Regions from separate parts of the Pan troglodytes genome. Here region 2 is linked to region 1. Evidence: chromatin contacts called from public Hi-C data. All regions are on one chromosome and are shown on one strand. The core of a region is the stretch at or near the end of the contact, and the rest is flanking DNA. Distances in the headings are between cores, read along the strand shown. Region 1 overlaps TMEM255A (transmembrane protein 255A). Region 2 holds the start of TMEM255A (transmembrane protein 255A).

Region 1 (7,163 bases), core at 1,599-4,098:
TTACAATACTCACAGAGAAGGAAGGAGTAAGAGATACGGGCAGCCTTTTTCAACATCCAGACACAAGCAAACAAAATCTTAGCCAGAACTCTCTGTATTGGAACTACTGTGTAGCCCCATCAGCTGGGAAATTGTCCTTAGGGACTGACTTTAGGGGTAGGGAAAGATAGGGCCTATAAGCCAGGTGCTTCAACCTAGGTGCTGGGGTGGCAATCTGCCAAGGGCCCGAGGGCAACACTCCTTTACATAAAGTGAAAAAGATGGCAACCACACTTCTGCTGAATACAGAGGTGGAGCATAGGGTAATGCAAGTCCAAACAAGCTTCTTGCTGGGCTGGCTCCCCTGCCTTGCTTAGAGAGTGTGAGCTGCCCTTCTGTGCTGGGTTCAGCCTGACCACCCCTGCTCTGCACTAATAATGAATAAGCTTCGTCCCTATCTTTCCCTAGCCTGGCAGGCCATTGTAAAACTTTATGCGTAAGAGTCACACTTTAAATTTTGTACCCTAACACTTCCACTGAAGCAGAAATACAAAAGCCACAATAATCTCAATAGCCAGCAGGCATTCCTCTTTAGGGACTGTAAGGTGGTGGCTTTTCAAAAGGTGGATAGTAGGGTGGAGAGTAACGGGGCGGTGCACTTGAGGACCACATGTAGCTGGGTGAGGGAGAGGCAGACTGGGGCTCATCAGAAAGTCCAGAGGGAGGGGAGGATGGAAAGACACCGGAATGCTGTGTGATAAAAAGAAAACGTTAGTTTAGGCAGTGAGTTTGCAATTCCCTGAACAGTCATTACTATTTAAAAATGAATATGGGCCAAAGCTTTTTTTCTATTTGGAAGAACAGAGAGCTCCCAAACCTCACAGAGTTAATGAGCCTGGAACAGGTGGTTCTCTCAGTCACTCAGGCTACAAGCCACCTGCAGAAATAGGGAATCCTCCTCTGCAACGCCTTGCAGCCCACATCCAATCAATTGCCAAATCCTGTTGCTTCTACTTCTGTGTTGTCTCTTGAATCCATCACTACCTTTTTTACATTTATAACTCAAGCCTCCAATACCTCTCCCTTAAGCTATGGCAACAATGTCCCAACTAGTCTTCAAAAGGTAATTTTTGGCTTTGAGAACATTTAATGATATTAAGCCAGTGATCCCTGGGAAAGTCTTTGCTAAAAGAGTATATCACAGAGAGGTAGTACAGTGGTCAGGAGCCCCTCTCATAGACAAGAAACTAAGGTCAGAGAGGTTAAATAGCTTGCTTGGATCTGGAGTCTTCTGACTCCAAGTCCAACATTTTCTACTCCACCTTAACTGCTGCCCCCTCATCCCCAAGTGCAGAGTAGGTTGGAGAGCAAAGAGTAACAAAGGCATGGAGGTAAGAATGAGGAGCAATATGTCAGGTTGCAGAGACACTGAGTATTCAGTTTTACTTTGTGTTGTCTTACTTTGGGAAAGGTTGTTAGTCTTTGGGAAAGGAATGGAAATGAATTTTTTAAAATATGCAGTGAATTGGCAGGAGTCATTTGCCCCTTTCTCTCCCTGGCCCATGTATATCCTTGACTCTAGTGATTTCCCTGCTGAAGGAGAGTTGGCCTGTTGTGTTTGTTGCTGTATCCTCCAGAGCTCAGAACAGTACTTGCCAAGTAATAGGTGCTCAATAAATCTTGAATGAGTGAATACAACTTCAGGAGCATAGTAGATGAACTTGGCATGCTTTTAAAAAATAAAATCTAGGCTGGGCGCGGTGGCTAACGCCTGTAATCCCAGCACTGTAGGAGGCTGAGGTGGTGGAGCACCTGAGGTCAGGAGTTTGAGACCAGCCTGGCCAACATGGCGAAACCCCATCTCTACTAAAAATACAAAAATTAGCTGGGAGTGGTGGTGGGTGCCTGTAATCCCGGCTACTCAGGAGGCTGAGTCGCGAGAATCGCTTGAACCTGGGAGGCAGAGGTTCCAGTGAGCTCAGATCACGCCACTGCACTCCAGCTTGGGTGACAGAGTGAGACTCCGTCTCGAAAATAAATAAATAAATAAATAAAACCTATGTCCAGATTTCTAAGCCTTGCTTGAGACACAGAAAAATCTTCCTTACCACATAATGTTAAGACTGAGAAGAGATGCTAGCTGCCATCATCCCCTGCCTCCCAAATCCCATCCATTATTTCACTCCAAAGAAATGGCAGGGTCGTAGAACCTGGAGAGCCCTTAAAGGCAAAACAACCTGAGGCAGTGGACTCAAGACAATCTAGATTCCTTCTTAAAAACTCAATTTTCCTCCTCCCTCCAAGAAGATACCCTTTGTTAAAAACATCGGTATAGTGATTTCCTGATTTTCCATCTTGCACCCTTCAAACTCTCCCTTCCTCCTCCTCTCCCTCCCTCCTGTTCTGTTGCTTTCCTCAACTAAGAACTCTCTCCTCTTAACCAGAGAGGGGAACAAAGACCCACCAGGGCAAAGAATCTCTGTGCCTGGGCATATGGCACTCACTGCCTCTCTAAATCCCACTACAGAGATGACATGAGAGGCAGCAGGCCAGTTTTAGGTGTTCCCAGCCACAGAAGGGAGAGGCAAGTTTCCTGAAGTGAAGCTAAAGGCAGTTCTGTCCTGAGAGGCATTAAAAGGCTTCTGTGGGCAGCAGCTGCTGTGGGTGGCAGTTGTACACTTTGATAATAAAAGGGGGTGGTACAACGGCCCTTGGGTTTTCACTTCTCAGTTTTGTGTTTGAGAAGTATGGGGGGAGGGGGTCATGATTCTCACTTCCCTTTGAGGATGCTGGGAGTCTTAAGGATAAAGCTGAAGGGTTCCTGGCAGAGCTAGGGAGCTAACTGGCTGCAGTCCACACACCCTTGGGGTTTAGCGGGGGGAAAAGGCCCATAGTACCAGTGCATAGTTTCCTAGCAACAGGCAGGCACCTTGGGAAAGATTTGGCTTTGTCGCAGCCAGGGAGTTGGCCTGGTGTATTCTGGTTCCTGCCTGAGAGTGTGACTTTAATAATGCTGTGGGCAGCTCAGGAGAACAGAACTTTGAATCCTTGTGCACCACCAAGCACGAAGAGCATCTAAATAGCCTACTGCGGGGCCTAGTCAGCTCCAGCTTCCTGAGCGGCTTCTTAGAGGCTGGGGTGGCCAACAGGCTGATGGTGCTTAAAGAGGAGCCACCACCCTTTCAGGGACACAGATGGCTTTCCTCTTCCACCTTAGCCTGCCTCCTGCCTGCCTGATGGCTGACCCACACCCTTCAAGATCAATGCGCATTTCCGTCAGGGCATGCTTCTCTCCAGGAGCCTTGTGGGACAGTGACTTCACAAAGAGCCCAGGAACTGGCTGGTGATAATTACTAGTTAAAGACACTGTGTCCCAAGGGTAAAATCCAGCATCTGTCGGTATTGTGCATTCCCTCTCTGTTCTGCCCCTGGAAGCAAAGGCTAGGGAGATGGAGAGAAGAGTGGGTAAAAGAAAGAGGAAAAAAAAAAGGATGAGTCGGGAACAAGGGAAAGGAGGGGAAGAAAGGAAAGACTTGACAGCGGGGTGGCGGGCGGGTGGCGGGGGGAAGAAAAAGTTGAGTGATAGCAACAACAGCCTTCTAAGGCTCTCAGCAACCTGTGCCATAAACTGTACCCTCCTAGGATCAAAGCAATCCTTTTAATAAATGGGCCCAATTTATAATGAGTAACTTTTAGTGGCTAGGGTGAAACCTAGTGTACCCTCGTGATTTAATAAAGAGGAAAAATAGAGGCACTTTTGAATTGCATAGGTTGAGACTTTCGTTTTAAGCTTAAACTTGGCTGGTCACCAAATGGATAGGAAAGGGACCATTCCATGGTTAGAGTAAAGTAGGGGTACTGGCCCAGACTGGGAAATATTGCTGGGAACCTTGAGGGGTTTATAAATAGCTGGGTTTAATTTCCCAGCAGAAGTAAAAACTGATGCTTTGTACCCTACAGATTTTGGACTACTTGGCTAAAGCTGAAGGGGTGGTGGGGAAATAGTGCAAAGGACAAGAGAAATGAGTGTTGGATAGATGAGCAAGGAGGCAAAGGTAGTCTCAGCTTATATCCTTCCTGCTTTGGAGTATGGGGAGTTCCTGAGAAGCAAGGACACCCTGGAGCCCAGTGTTTGAAAGAATCCAGTTTCTCTAAGCTCAGCACTCAAAACTTCCTCAGGGCCAGCTGATCAGACCCAAATCCTTGCTCATGTCTGACCACAAGAAGTGTTTCCCAAGCTTCCTCACTGGACAGCTACCCAATAAGGGTATGACTTTGAGGGGTTAAAACAAAACATTATAAGTCTTTTTTCCTCATCCTCCTATTAGCCTCAGGGTCAAAAGGAAGTTGAAATCACCAAACCCAAAGTCACAGAAATAGTCCTACTTGGAAATAACCAAAATGGGAAGTCATTCAGAAAGTCTAGAAAGGTCCATTTTCTGGCTGTAACTTAGGTCATTTTACAATCAGAAGAGCATGAGGGAGCTCTGGCCTTTTGGGGGTGGGTCTGTGCTTCAGGTGGTTTTATTGTCAGATCTGGAGTGCATTTGCTGACTGCTTTTTATTTATCTGGGAATATAAGCAGACGTTTCTTGCCCTCTTGACTTTCCTTTTTTTTTTTTTTTTTTTTTTATACAGAGTTTCTCTCTTGTTGCCCAGGCTGGAGTGCAATGGCGTGATCTCGGCTCACCACAACCTCCACCTCCTGGGTTCAAGTGATTCTCCTGCCTCAGCCTCCTGAGTAGCTGTGATTACAGGCATGCACCACCATGCCTAGCTAATTTTGTATTTTTAGTAGAGATGGGGTTTCTCCGTGTTGGTCAGGCTGGTCTCGAACTCCCGACCTCAGGTGATCGCCCGCCTTGGCCTCCCAAAATGCTGGGATTACAGGCATGAGCCACCGCGCCTGGCTGACTTTCTTGTGTAAAGAATGGTATTTTCGCCTATGAAACTATAAGGGAATGAAACTTGGTGAGCAAAAGAAAGCTAAACTAAAATACTAAAATGAAAATTTAAGTTCTAGAGAGAAATCACTTAAAATCTTACCCCCTCAAGACTTAGGCTATACAATTATAAAGTCTTCAAACAGGAAATACTAAAGACATCTTGAGCCTAGGGAAAGAAGTGGGAGACATATAAAAAGTGTCCAAGCAGCCCCTGAATTCCCCTCTGAGGAATGCATGAAGGAAGGGAATCCTTTTTCAGTGGGGATCAAGAGTAAAGAGACCCTTTCTGAGGACCATGAGTCCAGTAGAAAGTATAAATATCCAGTAGAAAGTATAAATATCCCAAAATTAACTGGGGAAAGAGCTGTGCTCCGCCTAGATTCACAACTTCAAAAATCCCCCAACCCAATCTCTGGAATCAGTCAGCCCTAGATATAAATCCTTACTCTTTCACTTACCACCTCTGTGACTTTGGTGAAGTCACTTAATCTCTCCATGATTCAGTCATCTTATCTTAAAAATGGCAATTGCAAGAGTACTTCTCTTAAAGAGGTAAATGACTGAATGATGATATATGTAAAGCACTTAGCACAATGCTTAGTACATAGTAAGTACTCAGTGAATAGTAGCTGTTATTAAAAAGTAAGGGTGGGCCAGGCACGGTGGCTCATGCCTGTAATCCCAGCACTTTGGGAGGCCGAGGCGGGTGAATCACGAGGTCAGGAGTTCGAGACCAGCCTGGCCAACATGGTGAAACCCTGTCTCTACAAAAGATACAAATAAAAAAAAAATAGCCGGGCATGGTGGCACGCACCTGTAATCCCAGCTACTCGGGAGGCTGAGGCAGGAGAATCGCTTGACCCCAGGAGGTGGAGGTTGCAGTGAGCCAAGATTGTGCCATTGCACTCCAGCCTGAGCGACAGGGCAAGACTCTGTCTCAAAAAAAAAAAAAAAGGAGAGGCTTCTAACAATCCCCAAAGTCTCTGCTACAAGCCCATAGTATAGGTTTGGACTAGGTAGCTAAATCTGGATCCCTTTTCTGGGTTAGGTATGCTGTTTCCATAGCATTCTGGGTAATGTTTTCTTTACTTTTTTGTCCCCACTACTGTCCCCTGACCCCCCACCCCCAAGTCCCTAGACTAACGCAGGGACTGTCTCATTTAATTTCTATTTCCACAGCTCCTGGCTCAATGCGTGGCACATGGAACACAGAGTAAACATTGATTGAACTGAAACCAACAATCCAAGTCACCGTTGGCATTCTCAATCTTGCTTTCATTTCTGGGGTAGGATTTGAATGAGGAATGATGGCTCCATACCCAAAAGAGAGGTTTCCTATCTTATAATTTGTGGTAACCATCACCAGATGTATTATTGTCCCTACTTAAAGGGTTCATTATAAAGTGCAAATTCCTGAAATCAATGTAATTTACTTTGATATAAAAGTAGAGGAGGCCTCTTGGGCTAGACCCATGTGTGGCTCCTCTATTTAAGGATGACTTTTTATTATAGGGACCCCAAGAGAATGATGACCTTCCTTGTTTTAGCTTCAACATCCCTGCATTCTCTTGAAGAATTCCTTGTTGCCTCGGTCACTATTGAAATTATCTATGCCCTTCTTGAACATATTTTTGTTTTCCAGTCTATACCACCTATTTGGGTAACAAGTTACCTGAGTTGTCTACCTGTGTACACAGTAGGCTTTAGAACGAATTTTATCATTATATTTTGTAAGCTTTAACCCATTTATGCCTAGTGTCCCATTATTGGAACGCTAAGCTTGTGGGAGTTATTTATGTCCTCCGGCTCAAGGTCATCGCCAAGGTCTGATTTTTCACAAAAAAATTTGCAACCTCTGGCATCAATGGGTTAATGGATACCTTTTTGAACTAGTACTATATTTTATAAAAGTGAACAAGTGCATGTGCACACTATATGTATTATTATTGCATTATGGAGCCACAGACCTCTCTGAACGGTATCTAAACCAACCACAACAACACTTTATTCAACTTAATAAGATTTTTAAGTTTCAATTATTTTGCCAAACTGAAGTTGAAATTAGGTTGCCCAAGGGCTTTGTATTGCCAAACTGGCTGGTTAATTGGAAGTACCCCCAGATAGTTGTACTTTTATGTCCCCATGGAACATTCATGGTCTCTTGATCAATAGAAGCAAATTTATTATGAGTTTCCCTTCCTTAAAAGGTATTTCCTTTGGTCTCTAAAGTTTGAATTA
Region 2 (7,163 bases), core at 1,553-4,052, 48 kb after region 1:
GGGCGGTGTTGCCAAAAGGGAGAAGGGGGTTGCTGGGAGGGGATGGAGGGACGCTGGAGTCAAATTACCATCTTCTTAATTGCAAAGCGCCTGCTCCACTCTGAGCCTTGGACGAACTGCTCTATTCCCAGGCAGCCAGCAAGCGTAGAGTGCAGGCACCTTGGTGCAGTGTGTCTGCGTGTTTTAAATTTTATTGTTTTGGTTGCGGTTGTGTCTTGACAATAAAGGGAGTCCTCTCAGAAATGCTGCCCTTGGAGGCTGAAACACTAACCTACCTACCCACTGTCCTCTTCCCCCCACGCAAGGGAAGGTGGTGTTGCCAGAGCTAAGTGGGAGTAGCTCCTAAGTAGCCTAGACGCTGATTCAGGCCCGGACTGTGCGGGACCAGGGCCAGGGAACTCCGGGGAGACTCCCCTGTCCAAACTGTGGAAACCCAGCGTTAGCACTCGACTCAGGAATTTGCTAGTGCCGTCGCTCTGCGGACTTCAAAAAGTGGAATGCGTGGCGCCGGCTCCGCTTCTATCTGGGATTTATGATTCCTTTCCCGCAGTGTGGAGACTGGGCTGGGCGAAGCCCACTCAGCTGTTTGTTGCGCAGACCTTTCGAGAAACACAAGATCGCTGAGGGCCCCTGGGAGCCCAAGAAAGAAAGCTCTTCATCTTGTTCCCCAACCCACAGAGCAGTGCGCCAAGTAGCGACTCTTTAAGCCCTGGGCCACCAACCAGCCCACTCCCCGAAGGCAGACGGGCCCGGGGCGCTGTGGCTTGATTTGCAGGTGGTTAGGTGGTTGTCGTCCGCAGCGAGAATGGACGCTGCGGAACCCTAGCACTCTTCCACTCTGCCCTCCCTCGCGAAGCGCAACAGCTTGGCGTCGGGGAGCCAGGGCTGCGTTGTTGGCGCCACAGCTGGCCAAGGTAAGCAGTGCATTCCCACCTCTCTGTCACTCTCTCTCTCGCTCTCGCTGTCGCTCGCTCTCGCGCTCTCTCTTTCTCTCTCTCTCCCTCTCCCTCTGTATGTGTGTGCGCGTGGTGTGTGTGTTGGAGAAAGAGTGCGCGCGCGCGAGCTGGGAGTAAGGGGGAGTCTGGTACTGCTGGGCTCTGGATTCGGACCAAGTCCTTGGCCTCATTTGTACCCCGTTGTAAATAACTACGCCCTTAAAAATGAAAAAGTAAATTCTTATACTGAATATGCAAAACCATTGAGGATACGGATCTTTCCACCATCCAGGAGATAACACTTTCTGGGGCCCCTCCGGTGAACGAGTTTTGTTGACATTGAGTCTTCTGCGGGCAGTAGGGAGATTATATAGGGGGTTCGATCTTCTCCCTGCCCCCTCCACTCGAGATGTTCCCGCAAATTCATCGGAGAAGACCTGAGCAGACTGATGGCAGGAACTGCGGGACAGAGGGATTTTGCAGAATGTAAAGTATGTTGGAAAGAGAGAATTCGATTTGATTGAAGTGTATCCGAGGCGAATTTTAAAAGATTAGGTGGGATCATGATTTTACAATCCCTTCCCGCTCTCCAGGGCTCCAAATTAATTTCTCCGCCCAGTGAAATCACAGGGCTTGGGAAGGTGCCTAACAGCTGAGGGGGACTGGGTTTGTTTGTTTTTGTAACTACCAAAAAGCAGCTTCGAGGGGCAGCCAAGTTGGTGCCCGAAGGTAGCTGTCCCCCAGTTTCTATAAGGAAAGGAGTCGAAGGGTGCCCCTCCCCCTCCATTCCGCCCTGCGAGGAAAAGCGCGACTTCAGAAGATGCGCGGGCTCGCGCTGGATGTTTCTTTCTCGCGCTCTCACTCCTGCCCCTGACTCCCTTTTCACACTCATGCACATTCCGTGCATTTGGAGCAGAGTAACAATCAAATTCAAAGAATGTTGATCCCGCCGCTGCAGAGGGCAGGGCTGGGCTGTCTTGAGTGATTCCTCAGGAATTCCCCTCCCCTCATCCCCCCCTTTCTTCTCACCCCCGCCCATCCCCCAGAGTTGCGCAACCCGCCCCCCCCCCAATCAGCGAGGTGCAAGTCAGGCCCCCACCCAACTGCATCTCTAAATTTCAGGGCAGCTTCAAGAGAGTTGGGAGGGGGCGAGGACCCTGCTTCTAATTGTCGTTAGTCGTGAGCTCTTAGAAGTGACCAGGACTTTGCAAAGAGGGAGTGTCGAATGGAAAGCGAAGGCGCAGGTTGCAGGGAAGTGTTTTGATCCTCAGATTGCTGGGATTTACCACCGACTGCAAGTCTGTAGACACACGCACACAAACAGGCACACACCCGCACTCCGGGGCAGAGATACTCCGACGCAAGGTTGGCGCTCCGATCTCCGCACGTCGCTCCCGCTGCAGCCAGGCCGCTCCCCTGGGACTCTGGTCCACCACCCAGACGCTGGGGCGCGAAGACCACCCCATCCATGCCCCGTTTCCCGCTCTCTGGCTTTTGGGGCACCTGGGGCGTTCACAGTCCAGAGGCCAGCGCACTCAACCCCTGCTGCCGCCGCCCGAAGGAAGGGCCGCTAGACTTACCCATGGAATCGGGCAGGGACATGTCGCTGGACCGCTGCTGAGTCAGGGACTGATGCATGGTGAAAACTGCCCGGTTGCCCCAGTCCCCGAAGCTGCTTCAAGCGCCCCCGGCTCTGGGCGCCCCGCAGAGCATCCTACTCCGCGGTTGCCTCTCTCGGTCCTTCCGAGAGCTGAGAGACACTGCCTCTGGTTGCGAGCTGCAGCCCAAGTGCCGCCTCCCCCTCCCTTCCACTCTTCTCCCTCCCTCCTGTTCTGCCTCCCTCTGCTCTGGGAGGCGGCAGCATTGGCGGTCCGTGCAGCCGCGTGCGCTTGCGCAAGACCCCCCCTCCTCCCTCCCCCTCAGTCTCCCCATCCTAGTTATCCACCTCCCAGCCTTCCAAGCCAGACAGGGAGCAGTTTTAGCCCCTTGGGGCCAGGGCTGCGCAGAGAAAGAGGGGGAGGCTTCAGTATGAAGCCAACCAACCTTCTCTATAGTTGGACAGGGTCTTGGGTAATTATCCTGTTCTAGGATTTATAACTGGGGAGGGGGTCAGAGTCAGAGGTTCAGAGCTGAGGAACACACACACACACACACACACACACACACACACACACACACACACACACACTTGAGCAGGTCTGGTCTTAGTGCTTCCAGAATGACATAATGGAGCTGGAGATGATCCAGAGAAGGGCCACTCTATAATCAAAGGGATGGTGTGTGTGGGGCGGGGGGAGGGTGGTGGCTGACATATGAAGATAGATTAAACAAACGCAGACTCTTTAGTCTAGAACGATGAAGGCTGGGAAGTGATGTGACCAGAGTGTATAAAATTATGCAGAGACAGAGAGAAGGAGCACAGCCTTATTCACCAGACCTGAGAATTCCAGAACCAACAGCCCCCAATCTTTAGCTAGAAAATTCAGCTAAAGTATGACTCTGCACCAGAACCCCAGTTTGTACTGTTCAAGTGCTTTTATAACAAGGATCTCATTTTATCATCATAGCAGCCATGCAAGGGAGGAAGAGGAGTTATCAATAACCCCATTATGCAGAGGAGGAAACTGAATCTCAGAGAAGGGAAGAAAATGTCCTGTGCCCACTCAGCTAGTAAGTGGCAGAAGTGAGAGCTAGAACCTAGATCTGTTGGACTCCAAGGTGAGTGTTCTTGCTATGGCGACTGAAAAGAACTATTATTCTCTATAGCAAATGGAAAACCTAAGGAATTCATTAGCTCCAAAAGATGCAGCAAGATGAAAATGCAAGTAGCTTTGGAAAGAGTGAAAGTAAAGTCATGGCTGACAGATCCACTGTGGATTACTAAGGGAAACTGGGGATGAGGTGGGAATGTCATTGATCTTGGAAGACAGCCAAATCCTTCTCGAACCTATCCTTTTGGACCCCATTAGGATATTGGGCTTGAAGCACCTTGTGGTTGGACCAAAAGGTGGTTTGAATGTTCTCAAAACAACTGCAGATCAGGATGAGGCCTTCTTGGAGTGCCCCCAAGACATCTATCTGGTGGCCAGGGGAGGTGGAGGGTGAGGAAGCGGGTAACAGTGGACTCCACCTCCCTCTGGAAACAGCCCTGGAAGCCTAACATAGCTAAGAGAATATACCTATTTGGAGGTGCCCATACTGTCCTATTGAGGAGCTCCCAGGCTCTGCTTGCCAGGTCTCCTTCCAACCGCCTCCTTCTGATGGTTGCTGCAATCCTTTCTCCATGTTCCCCGAAAAACCCAAACCAAATCAAGTATAAAACTATTCTAAGAGTCAATGGGATGAAGAAGAGTACTTGGCTCTTTCCAGATCTGCCTTGCTAATCTACTGTAAAGCTTTGTTTTTCTTATCCAGGAAATGGGACTGAAGGCCCTTGCCCTTTCCCATCTTCTGAAGGAAGAAAATATGTTTCTTGAAGATTAAAAAGGAAGCCCTTTGTAAAGAACTTGGGCACCCCAGGGGCCACGTTGAATGCTGTGTCAGGTATTATTAGCAACCCTACACTATACATGTGGTTTAAAAATCTGTGATATATGTCCTAGATAGAGACAAGATGCCTACTACTGTAGATGTGTGTGTCTTAAGCCTGCTTAGCTTGTGTCAGGGTCTCTATAAGCTCCACAAAGGCAGAGAGAAATCCTGTATTTATACTTCTGCAATGATTGTCTTTGAGTCCTGTTTACTTATCTCTTTCTCCTCTCATTCTAAATATCTCATACTTAATGTGGAGGACTCCTGCAACCAGCACTGATTTCTCAGGAGTGCTTGCTAATTAACATATTTGGTTTCTGTGAAAGTAGCCTGAAAGAAAAGAGGTTTTTATACAGGCTCTAAAGACTATTTGACACCTTCTTTAGAGATTCTTGGCTCCCCTATAGCAATCACACAGCAAGAGATCCCTAAAGAAGCCAAATAGAAACTTGTTACCATGCTGGTTTTGATGGACAGATTGAGGCCTTTTCAATTCAGAGAGAAACACACTACCCACCAAATGATGCAGAGGGCATATGTAATTTGACCTTTGTAATCCCAAAGACACAAACTAGTGAGGTACCTTTAATGGGAGTGAGGTTTGCTTTCTCAACATCTGTATTCCTGAATCCTGCTTGAAATTGAACATTATTTTATAAAGTACTAGAGGAGCTGGCTATTTAAAAGAACTGCATATGGTATGTTTCTTTTGTGCTGTCTCTTGGGGTGCCTTGTGGGACTTGGAGCACAGCACGCACTCAGTCAAGTTAAAAATGACTTTGAGACCAGTAGCAGTGACAATAGCAGCAGCTGCAGCAGCTCGGAGAGTAGTAGCAGTCTTCTCCCCAGAGATGGTGTATTTGTCTGGAGAGAGGATCGGGAAAAGGGGAGGGACTAGAATGGGAACTGGGGGGAAACCCCCTACATTTTAACTAAGCCCAGTACATACACCTCTTTTCCTCCAAAAAAAAGTTTATTTTAACTCAAATTGAACAGGATGATTAAAAAGCAAGAGGCAATGTTTCCTGGGCTCCATTCTGATTTTCTTCATGTCAAAACACATGTGGAGTTTATACATAAATAGGTTTATAATAAAACTTACCAATAGGCAAGCCATCTAGATGAAGAAACAGGTCTTTCATGCAAGTGAAGGCTACTATAAAACTGCTTGGTTAGCTTTTGATAAAAAAAAGAAATTATTAAAATGCCTTAAAATAAATCCTTTTCATAGCAAGCTTAATCAAGCATACAGTGTTGCCCTAGGTTGCAAACTGCTTTATAGCATCAGGAAATGTTTACCAATGGGGCTGCAGCCTACTTCTCTCCATCTTCTTCAAACCAGTGATGAGCGCCCTCCCCAGAAGCCTTCAGACCAGTAGAAAAATGCCAGATGGTGCTCTGTGTCTAACACATTCTCCCTGGGAAGAGCCATAGCATTCAATTATCTCCTTATTTTGCTGACCAATTTGACTATTTAAATTACATAGTATACCTTCCTGATTCCAATTCTGGGAATGTGGGCTAGAGAAATGTCTACATGTTTACACACACATACATGCATACATGCATATTTAAAATGGTGGCCATACAGGTATTCACAAGTGCACATACTTATAGACATCCCAGCTAGTATCTCTACGCTCTGGTTATCACCATCCAACTCTCGTTTTCCAGACTTTGGTTGATCAAGGACAGAGAGAAGCTTCAGAGTAATGGAGAGCCTCAAAGAGTCCAAACATTCCTAACTGAGGTTGGGGTGTGCCCACCAGACTACCTTAGGTCAATGCCTAGTACTCAGTGCCTGCACCACAAACATGTGAATCTTGATTGAGGAAAACCATAGTTAAGGGTGTTGCCTGATTCTCATTGCCAGCTGGTCTTTTTCTTTGGGTACCAGGAAAATAACCATAGCACCAGGAAACAGCGTTGGTACTTGTCTTTACTTTGTTATTGATTTATTTCTATTTTGTAACCTGTGTTAGTTACCAAACACTATATAATAAATGTTTTCCAATATCAGTAAAGAAAAAACCTTTGATAATATGATTTAAAATGAATGGAACATAATTTATTTACCATTTCACTGTTATTGAATATTTTAGAGATTGCCAGTTTTTTAACATTGTAAATAATGCAATGAACTAAACCTTTGCATCTTTTTCACCATAGGATACAATACTATCATGGAATTATTGGTTCAAATGTTCCAAACACACACTTCTAATTAAACTTTTTTTATCAACACACATGTAATAAAATGTACAGACCAATGTATTTTAACACACACACACACACACACACACACACACACACACACTTGTAAACCACCACCCAGATTAAGATATTGAACCTAACATCCCAGATGGCTCTCTTGAGCCCCCTCCCCAGTCAATAACCCTCCCAGAGGTAACCACTATTCTGATTTTGATCAAGTCAGAATATTTTTAAGGCTTTGAAAATGTATTGCCAAATTGCCCTCCCAAATATTTGTAGCAAAGTACATACCCACCATCAGCATCTGAAAATGTCTGGGTCCCCATGACCTCTTGATTTTACCTTGAAAAGGAGATGTTTAACACTGAAGACACACCTAATTGCAGTCAGCTACGGGAAGGGCCAGTCAAGAAGCTGAAGTTCAGTTGGGCACAAGGCATCCAGTGGGAACCACAGATCTAGGAGGCAGAGGGCGAGGGCAGT

The links. Hi-C and Micro-C count contacts between places; a contact is called where the count stands out from the background.
Region 2: a Hi-C map of stem cell-derived neural progenitor cells shows a contact between it and region 1, with 2.0 times the contacts expected there. The contact joins the promoter of TMEM255A here to the enhancer-like site in region 1. A contact is called at or near these places in 2 of 7 Hi-C or Micro-C datasets (induced pluripotent stem cells and stem cell-derived neural progenitor cells) and 1 of 1 datasets of contacts at active chromatin or transcription factors (stem cell-derived excitatory neurons).

Annotation. Positions count from the first base shown.
Region 1 is chrX:117,872,338-117,879,500 of NHGRI_mPanTro3-v2.0_pri, forward strand. TMEM255A (transmembrane protein 255A) reads right to left here. Exons shown (of 9, transcript XM_016943731.3): 9 at 1-729. The coding sequence ends at 571. Among named protein-coding and RNA genes, the nearest start is that of ZBTB33, 13 kb to the left of the region's middle. Within about 2 kb of position 2,849, at least 7 of the 24 cell types and tissues checked have an H3K27ac peak or open chromatin away from gene starts, as enhancers often do. A contact at or near this core is called in stem cell-derived neural progenitor cells, where this site is marked.
Region 2 is chrX:117,920,461-117,927,623 of NHGRI_mPanTro3-v2.0_pri, forward strand. TMEM255A (transmembrane protein 255A) reads right to left here and starts at 2,803. Exons shown (of 9, transcript XM_016943731.3): 1 at 2,516-2,803. The coding sequence starts at 2,573.